2 separate regions of the Mus musculus genome follow, and region 1 is linked to region 2. A link is a contact called in public Micro-C data. All regions are on one chromosome and are shown on one strand. The core of a region is the stretch at or near the end of the contact, and the rest is flanking DNA. Distances in the headings are between cores, read along the strand shown. Region 1 holds the start of Efna3 (ephrin A3). Region 2 holds the start of 1700113A16Rik (RIKEN cDNA 1700113A16 gene).

The links. A called contact is a pair of places that touch in the nucleus more often than the background predicts.
Region 1: a Micro-C map of embryonic stem cells shows a contact between it and region 2, with 4 times the contacts expected there. The contact joins the promoter of Efna3 here to the promoter of 1700113A16Rik in region 2. A contact is called at or near these places in 1 of 39 promoter capture datasets (liver) and 1 of 484 Hi-C or Micro-C datasets (embryonic stem cells).

What each region holds. Positions count from the first base shown.
Region 1 is chr3:89,320,889-89,327,560 of GRCm38.p6, forward strand. It overlaps Efna3 (ephrin A3), which reads right to left and starts at 2,051. Exons shown (of 5, transcript NM_010108.2): 1 at 1,818-2,051. The coding sequence starts at 1,945. It overlaps Gm34118 (a long non-coding RNA gene), which reads right to left. Exons shown (of 3, transcript XR_375829.3): 3 at 5,015-5,207.
Region 2 is chr3:88,173,171-88,179,405 of GRCm38.p6, forward strand. 1700113A16Rik (RIKEN cDNA 1700113A16 gene) reads right to left here and starts at 4,615. Exons shown (of 3, transcript NR_045997.1): 1 at 4,417-4,615; 2 at 2,681-2,765.

The sequences.
Region 1 (6,672 bases), core at 801-3,300, 1.1 Mb after region 2:
GTGAGAGAGCCGGGGAGTCCGGGCGCAGCGGCAACAAAGGCCCGGGAAGCGGGGCGGGGGCGGCAGCGGCCTCCTGGTCCGGTGTGCGCCGCCTCCTACCTCCGTCGGTCCCTGCCCACACCGGAGTGGAGAGGGCGAAAGGAGGTTCTGGGAACCATCCCGTTCCGGAGCTTTCACCTGCGCCCAGGTGTATGCGGGGGAGGTGAACCTGATCAACGCTCCCCCCAAGGCTATTTCCACACCCCCTAGGCTCTGGCAAGCTACCAGCAGTGGGGTTCCCCAAGGGTGGCGGGGAACCCAGGGTCTCTCGCCTGCGAGCTCTCTGCTCGTGCCAGACTGTAGCGGGGCGGGGGTCGGACGTGTAAATCTTAAGGGGGGGATGAGCAAGATAGATACAGCAGGGGAGTCAGCCCTCGGGGCCCCCCGGGGAGGATGGAGTCCCGCTCCGGGGGGGAGGGGCTGCAACCCCACCCCCGAGGTTTCCATGGGAAGCGAAAGGGGGGCGTCATTAGCTCATCCCCACCCCCAGTCTGACACTCTGGGCGCGAGGAGAAAGAGGGGGAGGCGCAGAGCCCCAAACAACAAAGAGCAGAGCAGCAAGCAGGAGCCCCTCCCCCGGAAGGTTGGGGGTCGTGGTCGAGGCCCTTCAGGTCCCCTCCCCTGGGGTCTCACCATTTGTTCCCTAGTCGGCCCCCAGGGCGGAGAGTCAGAAGCAAAGCTGCCGCCACCGCCCGGGCAGGTGTGACAGTGATCCCCGTGTCCCCAGGGATCCCCCTACCAATACACTGAGGTGGCCAGAGTGATACACACGACAGCTCGGCAGGGAGAAGACAAGGGCAGCAAGGACTGTGCAGAATGATGGCCCGGTCCGGCAGCCGGCACCGAGCCGCCGCGCCACACACCGGAGGAAACCACACGGCCGCCCTGACACCCGCCCAGACCGCGGCGGCGCCAAGAGCCACCCCAGCCCAGACAAGACTGGCCACGCGGACACCGACCGCAGCCCCCTCCCCGATCCGCCGCCCGCTCCCACCCCTAGACGGTCGCCGACGCAGACACACAAATCACACACAGACACACGCACACTGACAGCCGCGCACGCCCGTTCACACTCAGTGCCATACGCCGTCCCTAGCTTCAGTGCGTGTGTGTGTGTGTGTGTGTGCGTGTGTGTGTGTGTGTGTGTGTGTGACATGCCGACATCTCTGCCTTCTTCCTTCTCACCAGTACCCTGCGTTCCTAGGGCCCCCCAACTTCGCGACCCTGGCCCGGCTCACCCCAGCAGGGCTTATTCACACAACCAGAGCAACCCCTTACCCTTCGTCCTGAGGAGGTGGAGAATCGGAGTTCCTGCCTTAATGCCGAACCCCACTTTTAAAACCAAGAGTCTTAAGCAGAACCCCATCAACATTACAGGCTGAAAACAGGTCATCCTTCAGCTCCCAAACGCAGCGGCCTATCCCTAGCACACCGGTACTCACAGACTTCAACCTAGCCAAAAGGAGCGTGGATGGTGGGGGAGACTACGGGACAGAGAACACTATTCCATTGGCGAGTGTGGAGAGAAACCAAGATGGGGTTAGGGACCCCCAACAGCCTCCTCCGCACGGCCAGAGCGCTCTTTACTATGCCCCAACAGCTTCTCTCAGACACCCCCGAGTTTCACAGACGCCCACATAGTGCGTCCCCTCTCCCTCGCCTCTCGGTACCAAGCCTGTCTCCCAGGACTGCTGCCAGGTTCCCCTAGGACTTCTCGGGCCCACCAGCTCCCCCATCACTGACGCGGGACGCACGGGTTCTCCGGGTCCCCGACTCACTGCTGATTGGAGCTGTTCCAGTATACCGCATGCCGGTTTCCCAGTGCGCCCCCAGGCCCCTGGGCCAGCAGCGGCAGCAGCGGCACGGGCACGAGCAGCAGCAGCAGCAGCAGCGGAGCCGCCGCCATCCCCGGAGCCGCCGCCGCCGCCGCCCCCCGACTGAGCCCCGCACTCCCGGCTTCTCAGCTTCCCAGCTCCCTGCTGCCGCCGCTGCCAGCCCCCAATCTTAGTCACGCCCACAATCCTTCCCTCCGCCCTTCTGGGCGCGCCCCCGAAGCCCCGCCCCTGGCGCGCTCACGCGGGGCTCCGCCCCACTTGAGCCCAGAGCGCGCCGCGCGTGGGCGACCCATACTGTGTAGCCCCTTTAGGAACAACGCGCCTCTCCTCTCTCCTAGGTGATTTGCTGCAGAGGTTTGCGTCTTTAGGTCCCCCAAGCTTGGAGTTCACAGAAGGATTTGGAAGCCAAGACCTGGACATACATCTGGTGTAGGTCCACACCTTTCTCCATAGAGTGTGGGGGCGTTGAGCGAAGATCTACGTCTGGAATAAGCAAGAGTAGACCCATATCGGACCTCTACTTCCTCCACCCCTTTCCATGTGTGCAAGGAGTTAAATGGACACAAGATGGGGAAGCCTTCAGGTGGTACCAAGAGCTAACAGCTGGCTGCCTGAAGGCCCTCACCTGAAGCCAAACCAGAACACCTCAGCCCAGAGTGTCACCTTCTGGGGGCTGGGCACAGTAGCTATACTTCCTTAATCCTGACACTCTAGAAGCAGAGCCTGGCAGATCTCTGTGAGTTCGAGGGCACCTACATTGGTCTGTGTAACAAGTACCAGGCCAGGCAGGGCTACGCAGCGAGACCGTGTCCCCCCACCCCCACCCCCCGCCCCGTCTCAAAAAAAAAAAAAAAAGCCTAAGCCTTCTATGGTAATCCAGGGCAAAGGTATTTGGTGGTGGTGAGTTGCCAAGGCGAGTTGGAGCCAGGCAGGAATGGAGCAGTCTTCTTGGAAAGCCCACAGAGGTCCCCTCACTGCCTCCGATTCCCTCAGTGATGTCCTTAGGCACGCTCATTCCTGCTTCCATAGATGCTTTCTCTAAGGACAGAGGGCACCTTATATTCCAGCACTTGCCACAGCAGTTGTCTTCTTAGGGACATACAGGCACAAAGATGACATGCACACAGCGATGGGAGAGAAAAAAAATAAAGGTGTCCATATCCAGAAACAGGAGCAATGGACACTTGACATACAGTCCAATCTAGGCACACAAGGTGCCTATAGAGTAGAAATTGGTGTAAACATAGGCCCCTAGACAGAGACACTGACGTATACAGACACACTCTTCTCCCATGTGATTGACCCTCTTTGTGAGGGATCCAGAATACAGATCTACTAGGCATTCACCCCTTATCTTGTCTCTTTCCCAGAAGCCCAGACTGAAAGACAAAGCAGAACCGGGCCTTACTGGGTTCTTAGAACCCACAGCACCTGTGCCCAGGGAGGCAGGCACATTGCTGTTTTGTTGTGTTTCAAGAGGTAGGAAAGATAGCAGCACCTCAGTCAGTTACCTTTGGCAGTACAAGGCCCTGACCACACGCCTGCCTTGGGGGAAGGGCACCGCATGCACAGTAGGTACCATGCCTCCCTGCTGCTAGGCAAGAGTGGGTGCTGTCCTCCTGGGATACCTCTCCACTCCTGGGAGATACCTTCTCTCTCTTCTTGGGAGCCAGAAAATAAATGAGGCCCTTTGAGATGGGAGTGAGGGACTTTGCAAACAGCTCTCTTCATTCCCAAAGAGATTTGCTTCACCCAAATAATGCTAACTGCCTACTCCTGGGAGTTCCAGCCCCAGCCCCAGCCCCAGCCCCAGCCCCAGCCCCAGCCTCAGCCCCTCTGTGCCATACCTTTGCTTCAAAGAAGTAAGCGTCTCTCTGTAAGGCAGCGTCACCGGGTAGCCTGCCCACAAGCATACGAGTGCAGGGTGCTGGACTGGTCCAGAACTTTTTTTTTTTTTTTTTTTTGAAAACTTAAGATTTCTGTTTCTAGAATCTGGGCTCCAAACTGGGAATGTACTTATTGGTAGGGCATTTGTATGAGAGCCTAGGTTCAATCCCCATAACTGGAAAAATACACAAATAATAAAACCTGGCTTTAATTTAAAGATTTGTGTGATTTGGGCCCCATTCTCTAGAGCCCAGAAATTTCTCTTTAGAATGTTGTACTCCACCCTCTCTGACCAATAGTCATCCATAGAGCTTCATAGCGGGAGAGGCGGCTCACAGGTTAAGAACATTTTCTATTCTTCTAAGAGGACCCAAGTTCATTTCCCATGACCCACACCAGATGGTTCACAACTGTCTGTAACTCTAGCTCTGGTGGATCTTACACCTTCAAAAGGTACCTGTACTCACTCACACACACACACACACACACACACACACAAGGGGGGTCCACACATAATTATAAATAGTTTTTTAAAGGGGGGCTGTTTTCCTTGAACTGTTTCCCTTGTTTTCCTGGGACCCTCTTTGTTTAACCCTGGGTTTAAGACCATCTTTTTTTTCTCTGGCCAAAATCCGACTTTGAACACTCTGTGGGGCCTGTGTCTGTGGGATCTGATCCTCTGGTATTCAGGCTTCTTCCATGGAAGTGTTAGCTGACTGATTTGGGCCCCTCTATGAAGATTCTGTCTCTAGAGTGCACTCTTGGCAAGTGGTACTTTGTACAAAAAAAAAAAAAAGCAAACAAAAAACGTGCAACTTCCTTTGGTGGGAAGTGGGCTTATGTGTCTCCCCATCTTAGTAAGGGAGTGTGAGCTAATGCTAATGCCAGCTTCTTTTTGTGTATGTTGTAACTTTTTTTGTGCCAAGTACAAACTTCACAAGGGTATGAGGCAGTTCTGTGTATAGACCATGCAGTATATGCATCCCTAGCTACAGCTGTTCAAAAGCCCCAAGGGGACTGGGAATTTATGTATTTATTTACTAACTTACTTATTTGAGACAGAGGCTCTCTATGTATTGTTGGCTGTCCTGGAACTCATTATTTAGACCAGGTTAGCCTCAAACACTTGCGTCTGCCTCCAGTGCTGGGATTTTGGTTTTTCGAGACAGGGTTTCTCTGTGTAGCCCTGGCTGTCCTGCAACTCACTCTGTAGACCAGGCTGGTCTTGAACTCAGAAATCCACCTACCTCTGCCTCCCAAGTACTGGGATTAAAGGCGTGCGCCACCACTGCCCTTCGGGACTGGAATTCTTGAAGGACTCGGTCTTTCTGTGAGTGGGATGAGTTGCTCTTTGTGCCTAGGGCCTGATGTGTGGCAGGAGGAGTCCTCTGTCAGTGGGGAGTACACCTTTATCTCTATCTGTGACTCCAGTCACTCTTGACTGACCTGCGGTAGGAATAGATTATCTGTCTGGTGCTGCCAGCCAGTACGTATGTACACACATATCTACAGTACTGTGACATGGGACATAGGCAGTTTCACAAAGCAATACTGACCACTGCTGTAAGGGACGTGTCCTTATGACCGTCTTTTGTTTCATTCTTTAAAAGTGTAGTTAGGGACTGAAGAGATGGCTCAGTAGGTAAGAACACTTTTTACTCTTGCAAAGGACCTGGGTTCGATTCCCAGCACCCATATGGCAGTTTACAATCACCTGTATTTCCAGTTCCATGAGATTCTACCCCCTCTTCTGGCCTCTTCAGGCACTAGACACACACATGGTGCATAGGCATACATGCAGGCAAAACACCCATACACATAAAATTATAAAATAAGGCATTTTGTTTGCTTGTTTGAGACAGGGTCTCACTATGTAGTCCTGACTGTCCTAGAATTCCCTGTGTAGACCAGGTTGGCCTTGAACTCACAGAGATCCACTTGCCTCAACCTCTTGGCTGCTAGGGTTAGAGTCATATACCAACATACCCAGTCTTTTTGTTTGTTTGTTTGTTTGTTTGTTTGTTTGTTGTTGTTTCAAGAAAGGGTTTCTGTCTGTAGCCTTGGCTGTCCTGGAACTCGCTCTGTAGACCAGGCTGGCTTCCAACTCATAGGGATCCACCTGCCTCTGCTCCAAATGCGGGATTAAAGGTGAGCACCACCACCCAGCCTATATTTTAAAAAATAAATCAGGTATAGTCGTGCCTATAGTTCCAGAGTTTGGGAGGTAGAGGCAAGGAGGATCAAAAGTTCAAAATCATCCTCAGCTACAAAATGAGTTTGAGGCCAACCTAGGCTAAATGAGACTCTGTTTCAAAGTAATAATAATGATCAAGCTGCCTGCTACTAATAAAATCACTTCCTGGTTTCATCGCCCACAGTAGGTCAAGTAGGTCACAGACCTAAGTGTGAAACTCTTAGGCCTGACTCTAATTTGCTGTCTGTGAAGCCAGAGTTCTCTCCATGGCGCTGGTCCTCTGCGCCTCGGGCCCCACTGGCCCTGGGACTGGGTGCCATGACCTTCCTAGGAAGGTTGAGCTCATACCCCCCCCCCCCAAATTCTGATCGTGGTACTGTATTCTTCTCACCCCTGGGAGCCAAGGAATCAGGAAGCTGAACAGGTCTAGGGCGCAGGGAGCACTCAGGCTGTGTAGCCCAAGGCAGCTCCCAGGACGAGGAGTAGCAACCACAGAGCTGAGCTTAGTTCAATAAATCATGGAGGCTAGGGCCTGGGGGAGGGGATGGCTGCAAGGGGAGGGGGCTGGATAAATAATTCATTAAACAAATAAACAAGGAGCCTGTAAGAGGGAAGCTTGGGCATGATGTGAACGGGAGCGGCAGCCGCCGGCTCCTGACATGAAATATTCACGGGCTCTGCACCTTTCCCAGGGTCACGGGTGTTCCGGGTGTTCCA
Region 2 (6,235 bases), core at 3,365-5,864:
GTATAGTTCCCTGACTTCTCCAGACATTGCTCCAAGGGAGAATGTACAGGCAAGATGGACTGCGCAGCTCATCCATGCTCATGGGAGGACTCTTCTCTGAGGTGACCTCAGTCTGCCTTGCCTCCTCTTCCTTCCTGCCAGTAGGTATCACTCACTGGGGTCTGGGATAAGCCTTAGTGTTGCTTGCAAAAACTTCTGTTCCCTGTCTCTTCTGCTGTTTTCCATATAGTTCAGTGGGGTCTTGGGGTTGGTTCTGGCCAAGGGACTAATGAGCTGTAATGTGCGTCCCTTCTGAAATACAGGTAGTTCCTGCCTGTCCAAGTGCTGGGTTTTTTTTTTTTTTTTCCCTATCTTGAGCATTCTGGAAGAGCATGTCAGTGTGAAGTGCCATGGAGCAAATCAGCCTGAGTTGGGGGTCTGATGCCCTCTTCTGGCCTCTGCAAGCACTGCATGCAGGTGGTGTGCTAACATACCTGCAGGCAAAACACCCCTGTACATATTTATTTAAAGTAGTCTGGATTGCCAAACCACTTCAGGGTGGTATTAGCACCAGGAGAACGTTAGAAATGTGAAATGATCACTATACCGCCCTGGCCAGTGTGGTGCCTTTCCCACTCAGTTGTAAAACACTTACAGTGTGATACAGAGTTCTGTGGACTCTGCATAGTCGGAGTGTGGTCAAGTTCTGACACTTGTTGGGTGTTCCTATACAATGTAAACAGCTGCCTATTTCCTGTAATTCACACCTGCCCTTCTCAGGCTATCCCCCTATCTGGCTCCATTGATAATCTGACCCCTTCACGGTACTCCATAGCTCACCACGTAAAGTGCAAAGGCCTTGCTGGTTCTCAAGGCCTTCAACAGGCCAAGAAAAGCCCCTTTCCAGGCTCAGTCCATGCCGCTCCTTGGACTCTAGGTGTGCACCAGAACAGAAAGGAGTCAGTGGGTTCCTACTGCTAGTAGGAACAGTAGACTAAAGAACCAGCAGAAACTGGGCTTCCCAGATGAGACTAGGCACATCCGCTCCAAACTAGGGGTCTGGGAAGTATCTTAGGAAGAGTTTGAGCTGAACACTGAAGACATGTAGGAATTCCCTAGGCACATGGGCCCCTACGGAAATCTAACCCTGGCGAATAGACAAGAATGGCATGCAGAGCTGAAGGGGCAGGCAGAGGCCATGTGAAGGCCTTCGTTAGCAATGAGGCTTTATTCTCCACAGTCTAGGTCTTCAAAATAGTTTAAAGAAATGACTGAGGTTAGCTAGGAGCTGGAGTGACACAGCAGAGAATGGGGAGCTCAGGGTAGCCTGGGTTTCACAGTAGGACCTGTGTCAGAACAAACTCAGAAAAGAGACGCATGCCTGCAACCCCTGCATGGACAAGCAGAGGTAGGAGGATCAGGAGTTGAAGGACATCTGGATTACAGAGTGACCTGTGGGGCAGGCTGGCTTACATAAGACACTGCTTCAGAAAACTGAGATGGAACACTTGCTAGCAAAAACTGACAGCAATGTCTCTGTCTCTCCCTCCCTCCCTTTTTCTTTCTAGTCGGGAGTCTATCACAGGGTTTCTTTTCCCTCCCTCCCTCCCTCCCTCCCTCCCTCCCTCCCTCCCTCCCTCCCTCCCTTTCTTTCTTCCTGCTGTTTGGGACAGGTTCTCTCTGCTCTCCTGGAACTCACTACTATATCAGACTAGCTCTGAATTTCCAGAGATCTGTCTGCTTCTACTGGGATCAAAAGTGTGTACAAGCAGCTCTCAAGGCTTCTTACACTTTCCTTCTCACAAACCTCTCTTCAGCTGAATTCATGTTCTGTACACCCAGAACGTGAAATGTACAAATCAAACATCTGCTGGAAATGACAAGTTTGTGTATTTGTGTGGGTGGGTGGGTGTCCTCCTCAGTCATTCTTGACCGAATCTGGAGTTTGTCATTTTAGTCATACTAGCTGGCCACATGCCCAAATGATTCTCTTGTGGGATTACAGGCACCCACAACTGTACCTAGCTTTGCTGACCTGAAGACATACTTGTGCCATCTCCATAGCCCCCCAGATTTGTTTTAAATAAAATTCTTTAATACACATAAACTATCTGGTCTATATTTATAATCTTAATAGTTATTAAAGATTAAAGCATCCAGCCCAGCTAAGACTACATGAAGAAATTAAAGCAAGTTTTCATACTAATAAGATGGATTTATTTTTATATAACTCTTGGCTGAAGGCTGGGTATAGTGGTGCATGCCTTTAATCCTAGCACGTGAAAGGCAGAGGCAGGCAAAACTCTCTTGAGTTCTAGACCAACCTGATCGACATACAGACAGCCAAGGCTAGAGTAAAACCCTGTCTTAATTCAAAAAACAATCAGTCAAGCTTGGCTGAATATTTGACAGTTCTCCATGTAGAACCTCTTCAATATTTTTCAGAACTAATACTTTGATTTGATACTTGTCAACACTGAGTGTGCTGCTTCATAGAGTACAAAATGGCAGGTGTAGTGTAGCCTGGTTGGTTTTGTCAACTTGACACAACCTGGAATCACCCAGAAAGAGACAACTTCAATTCAAGCACTACCTCCAAGGGCTGCAGAGATGGCACAGGGATGGGACAGCCCAGCAAGCAAGAAGTCCTGGGCTCACACTTCACTCAGCGCTTAATACTTCAAGAGGCAGTGCCACACACCTGGAATCCTAGTAAGAGATGGCGGTGAAACTCGGGGGTATCCTCTGCTGTACGTGAGCTCAGGATAACTGGAATACATGGAATTCTAGTAAAAAAAAGAATAAAATGAAACTAAGCCAAACATTCTAACATGATCCCAAGGATCTTAAAAAATACTGACTGGACATTATCTGGCATGGTGCCTACACAAATGAAAGACAGTGCATATTTTTGTTGTGTTTTTTATGTGATTTTCTTTTTCTTTTTTGGTTTTTCGAGACAAGGTTTCTCTGTTTCCTGGCTGTCCTGGAACTCACTATGAGACCAGGTTAGCCTCGAACGCAGAAATCCACCTGCCTCTGCCTCCCAAGTGCTGGGATTAAAGGTGTTCGCCACCACTGCCCGGCTTTTTTTGGGCGGGGGGGATTTTCTTTTCTTTTTTTTTTTCCATTTTTTATTAGGTATTTAGCTCATTTACATTTCCAATGCTATACCAAAAGTCCCCCATACCCACCCACCCCCACTCCCCTACCCACCCACTCCCCCTTTTTGGCCCTGGCGCTCCCCTGTACTGGGGCATATAAAGTTTGCGTGTCCAATGGGCCTCTCCAGTGATGGCCGACTAGGCCATCTTTTGATACATATGCAGCTAGAGTCAAGAGCTCCGGGGTACTGGTTAGTTCATAATGTTGTTCCACCTATAGGGTTGCAGATCCCTTTAGCTCCTTGGGTACTTTCTCTAGCTCCTCCATTGGGAGCCCTGTGATCCATCCATTAGCTGACTGTGAGCATCCACTTCTGTGTTTGCTAGGCCCCGGCATAGTCTCACAAGAGACAGCTACATCTGGGTCCTTTCAATAAAATCTTGCTAGTGTATGCAATGGTGTGGATTTTATTTTCTTGTGTGTGTGTGCATGAGTGTCCCTGGAGGCTGGAGCAGGGCATCAAGTTTATTGGAGCTAATGTTACAGGCAGTTGTGAGATGTTGGCATGGGTGCTAGAACCAATTCAGGTCAGCAAACATTTTTTGTTGTTTATGTGCATTGATGTTTTGCTTGCATGTCTGTCTATGTAAGGACAGTTGTGAGCTGCCATGTGGGTGCTGAGAATGGAACACAGGTCCTCTGGAGGAGCAGTCAATGCTCTTAACCACTGACTCCCCCAGCAAACATTCTTATACAACACCCCTCTGGTCTCCTCAGGACACATGTGTACATACACATTTTTTTTTAATAAAAAATACTCCCAAGTTGCAACTTTTTGAAGCTGATCTCTTTTTTAGCTGAAGGACGAGTTCCTCGAGTATTGCCATATAAAATAGAACTAGGGTGTGGGTCTCTTGGACTCAGCTATCAAGGTCAGTGGTTCTTAGGAGCAATCAGTGCTGTCTAACTGTTCATGCCACGAGGCCAGTGGTTATTTTGGTCTGACTCATCCTTTAGTCCCATGGGCTATCTTTTCCAGCCTTGTGATTGTGTGGGAACTTGTTCAAGGATCAGCAGATGTGGAAGGGACCCAGGCGATCTCATCTCAGGCTCTGGACCTGAATGTTTGCAGCCTGAAATCACTCACTACCTGGACGAAGAGCAAATCCACTTTCCTGTCCTGTTTCAGACTTGGGTCTCAAATAGAAGAGGTAGCCTTAGCATAGTTTACAGGTCCCCCCCCCCCCCCCCCGTTCTAGCCACCCAGCCTAGCGAAGTTCCTTGGTAGTTTGCAGCAGGTCAGTTCCGGCCTCTCGGGTGAGTCAGATTTACCCCTTAGCCTCGTATTGGCTCAGCTCCACCTCTCGGTGTCTGTCCAGTCTCGGGGAGCGTCTCCACCCTCACAGGATAGCGGCCCAGGACTACTCCTATTTAGGACATGAGCTGCCACGTGCCCAAAGCATGCTGGGTGCCCCTGGGGAGGGGAAGACCCGCAGGACGCCGGATCACGCGCCCGTTACGCACCGCCCCCACGTGACCCGCGGTGTGTTCCGGAGATGAATTGCTTCCGGGTTTCAAAGTAACCCTCCACTCTAAGGCGAAAGGGGGCGGGTATAGAAGGTAGGCTGTAGAGTCGCCTAACATCCATTTCCGTACGTTCTGCCCCACTCCCCCAAGGTGTCGCTGAGACCCTTGACTGCGTCTCCGGGGCTTAGCAGGTGGCAGAGCACGCTCCGGAGCCTCTCGTAAAGTTCCGCCGCGCGTGGAACAAAGGCCTTCAAGCCACGCCCGGCGCCGCCTGCTACTCAGGGGGAAGTAGGTAACTAGGCTCACTCCATTGGCCCTTCGGGTGAGTGATGGAAGCACCGGCCAACCGCTGCCTGCACAAGATGCGTGCGTAGTACTCAGAAGGTTCAGCAAGGGTGAAACTACGTGAAGCTCTAGTTTTGGGCAGTTTCTCTGGGGCTCTGAGGAGGTGCGCATGCGTAAAACCCCCATCGTCAACTTCCTGCACAAATTGAGAATTAGCACCCTCAGCCTTGGCAATTTTACTGAGATTGACAGCACTGCGTAAGATCTGGCATTGCCTGGGCGTTCCAGAAGGAGAATCCGACAGGCGAATGCAACGATTTGTCATTGTCAAAACTGTTAACCACAAAGTCCACGCCGAAAAACTGCGTGATTGAATTATTTAAAAAAGGGGGCTGGAGAGATGGCTCAGTGGTTAAGAGCACTGATTGCTCTTCCGAAGGTCCTGAGTTCAAATCCCAGCAACCACATGGTGGCTCACAACCATCTGTAATGAGATCTGATGCCAGTCCAGGGTGTCTGAAGACAGCTGCAGTGTAGTTACATATAATAAATAAATAAATAAATAAATAAATAAATGAATGGTGTAGTTACATATAATAAATAAATAAACAAACAAATAAATATTTAAAAAAGAAAAAAATCGCGGGGCTGGGGATGTAGCTCCGAGCCCGGAGTTCTGCTGGAGTTCGACCTGGTGTGTGCATATAGGATTAGAAGTTCAAGGCTATCCCGAAATATAAGAGACTCTGGTCTAAAAAAAAAAAAAAAAAAAAAAAAGAGCCACAAATGATTTTGTTTGGAGAAGTAGTCACAGATGCCGTCCACTTTAATGGGCCACAGGTTGGACACGCCTTGCTCTATTTTCCTGTCTTCTGGCGGTAAGATTATAGTGCGAATAGCCTGAGAGCTATTGGCCTGAATCTGTGCAGACACCTTGCTACAGTAGTAAGAATATTTATTTAGAGAGGTTTCACAGTTTGTCTTATACTCTTTCACTCAAGAGGTCCTCACATAACCCTTCTATTGGGATGGAGGTATAGCTTAGTTTAATGGTAGAGCACTTGCCTAGAAGGAGTTCCGTTCCCAGATTACAGTGGCCGCCACATCGTGTAGACAGATCCCAAGCTGAGGCTTAAGATGCTGGAGTCCCAAAAAACACTGTCCAGGTGAAGCAGCCAAGAGGCCCTATCTCCCCACCCAGGGGTCCTATATTGTTAGGGACTGTTGCTCGCAGTGACCTAGTGTCAAGTTGGGATAATTACTCTTTTTTTTTTTTTTTAAGATTTTATTTATATAAGTACACTGTAGCTGTCTTCAGACACACCAGAAGAAGGAATCA